2 separate regions of the Mus musculus genome follow, and region 2 is linked to region 1. A link is a contact called in public HiChIP or PLAC-seq data. All regions are on one chromosome and are shown on one strand. The core of a region is the stretch at or near the end of the contact, and the rest is flanking DNA. Distances in the headings are between cores, read along the strand shown. Region 1 overlaps Tmem131 (transmembrane protein 131). Region 2 overlaps Mgat4a (mannoside acetylglucosaminyltransferase 4, isoenzyme A).

The links. HiChIP or PLAC-seq counts read pairs in DNA pulled down with a chosen protein or histone mark.
Region 2: a contact with region 1 is called in an H3K4me3 HiChIP or PLAC-seq map of bone marrow-derived macrophages, with 6 times the contacts expected there. The contact joins two enhancer-like sites. A contact is called at or near these places in 3 of 115 datasets of contacts at active chromatin or transcription factors (bone marrow-derived macrophages, large pre-B cells and microglia).

The regions. Positions count from the first base shown.
Region 1 is chr1:36,806,851-36,809,550 of GRCm38.p6, forward strand. It overlaps Tmem131 (transmembrane protein 131), which reads right to left. Exons shown (of 41, transcript NM_018872.2): 30 at 1,977-2,135; 31 at 1,034-1,626. Among named protein-coding and RNA genes, the nearest start is that of Zap70, 46 kb to the left of the region's middle. Within about 2 kb of position 1,326, at least 29 of the 459 cell types and tissues checked have an H3K27ac peak or open chromatin away from gene starts, as enhancers often do.
Region 2 is chr1:37,494,871-37,497,570 of GRCm38.p6, forward strand. Mgat4a (mannoside acetylglucosaminyltransferase 4, isoenzyme A) reads right to left here. Exons shown (of 16, transcript NM_173870.3): 4 at 1,003-1,143. Among named protein-coding and RNA genes, the nearest start is that of Gm39627, 7.3 kb to the right of the region's middle. Within about 2 kb of position 1,306, at least 89 of the 459 cell types and tissues checked have an H3K27ac peak or open chromatin away from gene starts, as enhancers often do.

The DNA.
Region 1 (2,700 bases), core at 76-2,575:
GCTTGCAGTCTTAGGAACCACATGGTCTATGCGCCACATTTCTTTCCAAGTTCTGAGTCCCCAATCTTGCGGTTCTGGATTGCTCTAGTCTTGAGGCCCTGCCACTGCCAATAAGGTGTATTCCTCTGTACCTTACCCATGAGGCTGCACACAAGCGCCTGTTCCCACTCCCACTACTCTGAAGCCTTCGCTCATGCTCCCTGTTAGACCTCGCTGTCACTCTGGCCTTGGATTTTCCATCCCTTGAATTGTTCACACTTCTCCTGTTTGTGTGGTTCCTTCTGGCAAAGTTCCTTCCCTAACCTACCAATTCTGCAGATCTGGTACATCCCTCACTCCTCTGCCTACAAGACTGTGATGTGTGCACGGCCACCACTTCCTGTTGTCCCTGTCCTGTTGGCCAGCCTCTTTGGAGGTTTCACCAACTATTTTTTCACTTGCTTCTTTTGCCCCTTTTCCTATTTAGAGAGAGGTGTCAGTGTGTAGCCTCACTGACCTCAAGCCTGTGACAAACTTCCTGTCTCTACCTCACCAGTACAACTACAGATGTGTGCACAGCTAGAAATTCTATTTTGAGTTAAGAGGTAGATGGTTTTGGTTTTAGCCCTGTTTTCAAAATATTTTTGTTTGTTTGTTTTTTGAGACAAGGTTTTTCTGTGTATCCCAGGCTGTCTTGGAACTCGCTCTGTAGAACAGGCAGGTCTTGAACTCAGAGATCCTCCTGCCTCTGTCTCCCGAGTGCTAGGATTAAAGGTATGTGCCAGCAATACCTGGCCTCAAAATAATTTTTAAAAATGACTGTAACAGTTATCACCGGCAGCCGTCCATCAGATTCTGTCTGGAGAAACAAGGGAAGAACAAGTTTCATGACAAGCAGTTGCTTCCGTTTGCACTGTGATACAGAGAGGCCATTGCTTCCCGCAGGAGATGGGTCTGAGCTACCTAACAAGGTGCTGTATCCACTGCCTATGATCCTGACTGCTCCTTCTCCCTCACACGCCTTGTTCTTTGGAAGGGGGTTGGACAGGGTTACCTTTGCTTTTTGACATCGGTGACGGAGGCTGCTCTGTAAACACGTCTAGGGGGGAGGAGTCGTGGTGGTCAAAGTCTTTGTCCATGGCTTCTATGAGACTGGTGATGTCGGAGTCCTCTGAGCTGTGCCGTGTGGTGCTGGCTCGCTCGGGGTGGGAAGGGTGTGTGAGGGGGGCAGGAGACAGCCTTTCGGGTGGTGGCTCCTGGTGCTGAGGCACTGGTGGTGGAGGCTGTGAGTGCTGCTCCAGTGGGCTGTGGCTGTGGCTGTGGTGCTGGCTGCTGTGCTGGCCCTGCTTTGCCCCTCTGGACTTCCTGCTTGCTGTGTGACCCTGGGTTGCTGCAGCTGTCTCTGAGACTAGGGGGCTGGTTTTGCTTGTAGACTGTGAGGCAGCTGCTTGTGGAGAAGTCCTGCTTGACATACTTGAACTGTTTCTGGTTCTGACGTTGTCCACATCAGCTGAGTTTTTGCTGCCATGGCTGCTGTGTGGGTGGACTGATGTGCCACACTGCCTGTGACTGCCTGTACCAGGCCGGGATGATGCGTTACTATAGAAACCCCTACCATGACTGTGTTCGCAGCCAAGTGTGTTCAAGCTGAAAAATGGATCAATTGAAAAATCAGTAAGCAGTAACTTCCAACCTAATACTAAGAAAAAAATTTCATTAGTAAACCCATCATAAAGAGAAACTAGGGACAGAAGTGGAAGGGATCAGAGCCACAACCTTCTACAGTTTGTCACCTCTGACAGTTATAAATAAGGTTAGGACTAATAACTAATAACTAAGCATATTTTGTCCCTGTTAAGAACTCTCATGAGTTCTCAGTATCTGAGCACCAGAATCGTTTTTTAAAAAATTCCGAGTAAAGATAAATTTCACTTCTTGTAATTATATCAGCTAAGTCTATGTGTATTAAAAAGTGGACTTTTAGTATATGAACATACTTTCCTTCAGATGAAATACCAACGATTCTCCTGAGATCAAATGGCCTTCCTACATCAAAGGGCGGGTTTGAGGCTTCAAAGGAGAGTCGCCTTCGGAAGGGCTCCCAAATCCCTTGAGCTTCCAAGTAGGCTGTTCCAATGACCAGGAGAAAGAGTGCACTGTGGAGCAGAGGGGCGGGTCAGCATTCTTTGCCAAAACAAGAATAATATTTGGTTACCACAGGCTCCTTGATAACTACAGAATGATGTAAAAACTCCAAGTTGTCTGTAACACACTTTTAAGGAAAGACAAAAATGAAGCATCGTAGTTCAGAGTTTATAGGACCGATCTCTGCGTACAGTATTTAGGCTGCACGGATGCCGGTGCGCTACATGCATGCAATACCCACGGGGGCCATAAAAGGGGATGGGCTCTCCTGGAGCTGGAGTTAAGGTGGTTGTAACTGCCAAGCGGGAGCTGAGAATTGAACCCACATCTTCTGGAGGAGCACCGGTGCCTTCCTTAACCACTGAGCTGTCTCTCCAGCCTCTGCACACCAACTTTAAAAGTTCACAACTGTGGCTGGCGAGATGACTCAGTGGCTAAGAGCACTGACTGCTCTTCCAAAGGTCCTGAGTTCAAATCCCATCAACCACGTGGTGGCTCACAACCACCGTAATGAGATCTGACGCCCTCTTCAGGTGTGTCAGAAGTCAGCTACAGTGTACTTATATATAACAATAA
Region 2 (2,700 bases), core at 56-2,555, 690 kb after region 1:
AGTTAAATCCAAAAAAAATTTAACACAAAAATGAAATTCAATCTGGCAAGGCACACACCTGAAATCCCAGTGGGGGGAAGGGAAGGGAAGCTTGGCCTACATAGTGAGACCTCATTTTTTAAAAAATCCCCAGACAACAACAAAGGCAGAAGAATTTTAGTATCTCTAGAATTATTGTTTCCCCAATTGTAATATTTTCATCTCTACATTTTAAATCTATGAAGAAAAAGTCCACCTAAAAAGTCCAAGTTCAATTAAGTCAAAAATTTTAAAGTCTCGTAAAAATGAAACACTAGAAATATTAAGTAGCTAAAAGGTCCTCGGAGGAGAATTCCAGGACTGCTTAGGCAGGAAAAGCATAGCAATAGCAGGTGTTCCCACATGGGATGCTCCTGAGAGCAATGTTCTGCCTCTACATGTCCAGGGGAAGGCGGAGCAGACTGAAGACAAACCCCTAAGGCAGGATTGTGAAGAGCCATTAATGCCAGACTCAGACATGGGGGAGGGGTCATCTCTCTACCTCCCCATTTTTAAAACAGAAAGCTGACAAAGGTTCAAGGTTTATCTGCCTGAACTACATGTGTACTGATCCTGTTTAGATATATGGAAAAGATGTCCATATCATTTCAATAAGCAGATTGCACTAAGCCCCAAGATGCTGTGCAGATATTAAATATATCAATAAATTATATATTATAATTTAACAACCACAATTTAATAATTTAATACCACCAATAGTTATATATTTTAATATTGTTACTATAATAACTTAAATACAAATATATTAAGTATGCTAATATTGATATGCTAATGAGATGAATTAATATGATAATATCAATATTTATTTTCTTTTTAATTATTGAATCTAATATAGTAATTATGTTAATATATTAAATATGCACGTATATTTAATTTTACTCCTTTGTCCTGCTAGACATCTTCCTAGTGGTCAATCAACCCCTCCAAACCACAGTTCCAATAGCAGGCGCACAGTGAACACACCTCCCGTTCTTCCACTGCCAATCTGTACGGCGGGCTGAAGGCTTCTTTCATTTTGCAATAGATGAGGCAAATGATAATAAATACTTGGCACTCGAAGTGATTTTTTGCTTGTCAACTCTTTTAGAAGCTTTATGGTATTATCTGAAACACAGAAAGACAATTTAAGTGGCAGGAACCCCTTACCTTCCGGAAGTTGCTGCCGATTCTCTTTTGAAAATTAACTGAGAACACAGGAGAAACAGCCAGGCAGGCACTAACTACGCAGCAGTCTAGAAAGGAAGTTGCAGCAAGCACACTGGCCACAGCTCAATTTCACTTTCCTGTCTTCTTCTCTTTTCTTTCCTAAAGACAGGTTGTTGATATATACAGCCCACGTGGTCTCAAATCTTCCATGAAGCCATGTTCTTCCATGCCAGGCATGTGCCTGTCCTTCCTAACTTTCATTTTCTTTATGCACTAGCATTTCATCAAACTTTTATATAGAAGATAGATTTCCCTAAAATAGTCACTGAAAATATTTAGAAGTTGGGAACGCTCAGTACGTGTCAATCTAAAAGTGGTTTCCGTTTCATCCAGAGGAGTGGATGAGCCACTGAACAGAGTACAGAGTAAAAATTTCTGTTAATTAGACAATAGTGCTGTCAATTTTCATTCAACTGAGATTTCACCTTCTAAACAAGGCAGTCAGCATTATGGACTTGTGGCCACAATGCCATGAAAGATATGACATGAGGGACGGAGAGACAGGCTCAGTGGTGACAGTACCGGCTGCTCTTTCAGAGGTCCTGGCTCACATGTGCCAGGAGCTCTAACACCCTCCTCTAGCTTCCCTGGGCGCCTCTCAGATGTGGTACACAGACATAATGCAGACAAAAACATCCATATCAAACCCACAAAAATACATCACATCATAGATAAAATTAAACTTGAATTCCACGTGAGAAGAATCAGTAAGTTACAATACCCTATTCCACTCCAGCAAGCAGCAGCCCTTTGAAGGATGCTGTCAGTCACGGTGTGATGCCTGTCCTAGATAGTCAGCAGGATCAAAGGCCCTAACACAGTCTGTCCTGTGACTCAGTCGTTTCCTCTCCATGATTTTAGCTTTCACTCGTTCCACAAATACCTAATTGCTTTCTGTCTTGTTCCAGAAATGGTGTGTTTGGAAATCGCCTGCCATCAAAACATAATCTAATGAAGATCACAAGGGCTGCCAGAAATGTAACCAAACGCTTCGCAAAAATGTCTCTCACAGAGCTGTGATTTGGAAGGGCAAAAGTGACCCAGGAAAACATTCATTTGCTAATTATAGAAGGAAATGCTTCATTTGCTGTGGTCTATGATTAGCACATTAGCTAGAAAAGTATTTCAGTTGGTGTGGGGAGTACACACGGCTAATCCTAAGCACTTGCAAGGCTGAATCGGGAGGCTCACAAGTCTGAGGCCAGCCTGGGCTACATAAGTTACTTCTTGAACAGCCTGTGCCATAGAGTAAAATCTTAGACCATTAAAATAAAATTTTAATGCAAATAGTATTTTGAAGAATAATGACGTCAGACACTGTGGTGTGCACCTTTTATCCCAGCCCTCTAATGCCCAAGGGAGGTGGATCTCTGTGAGTTCCAGCCCTGTCTGGTCCACATAGCAAGTTCCAGGGCAGCCAGAGCTACAGAGCAAATCATTGGCTTAAAAACCAAA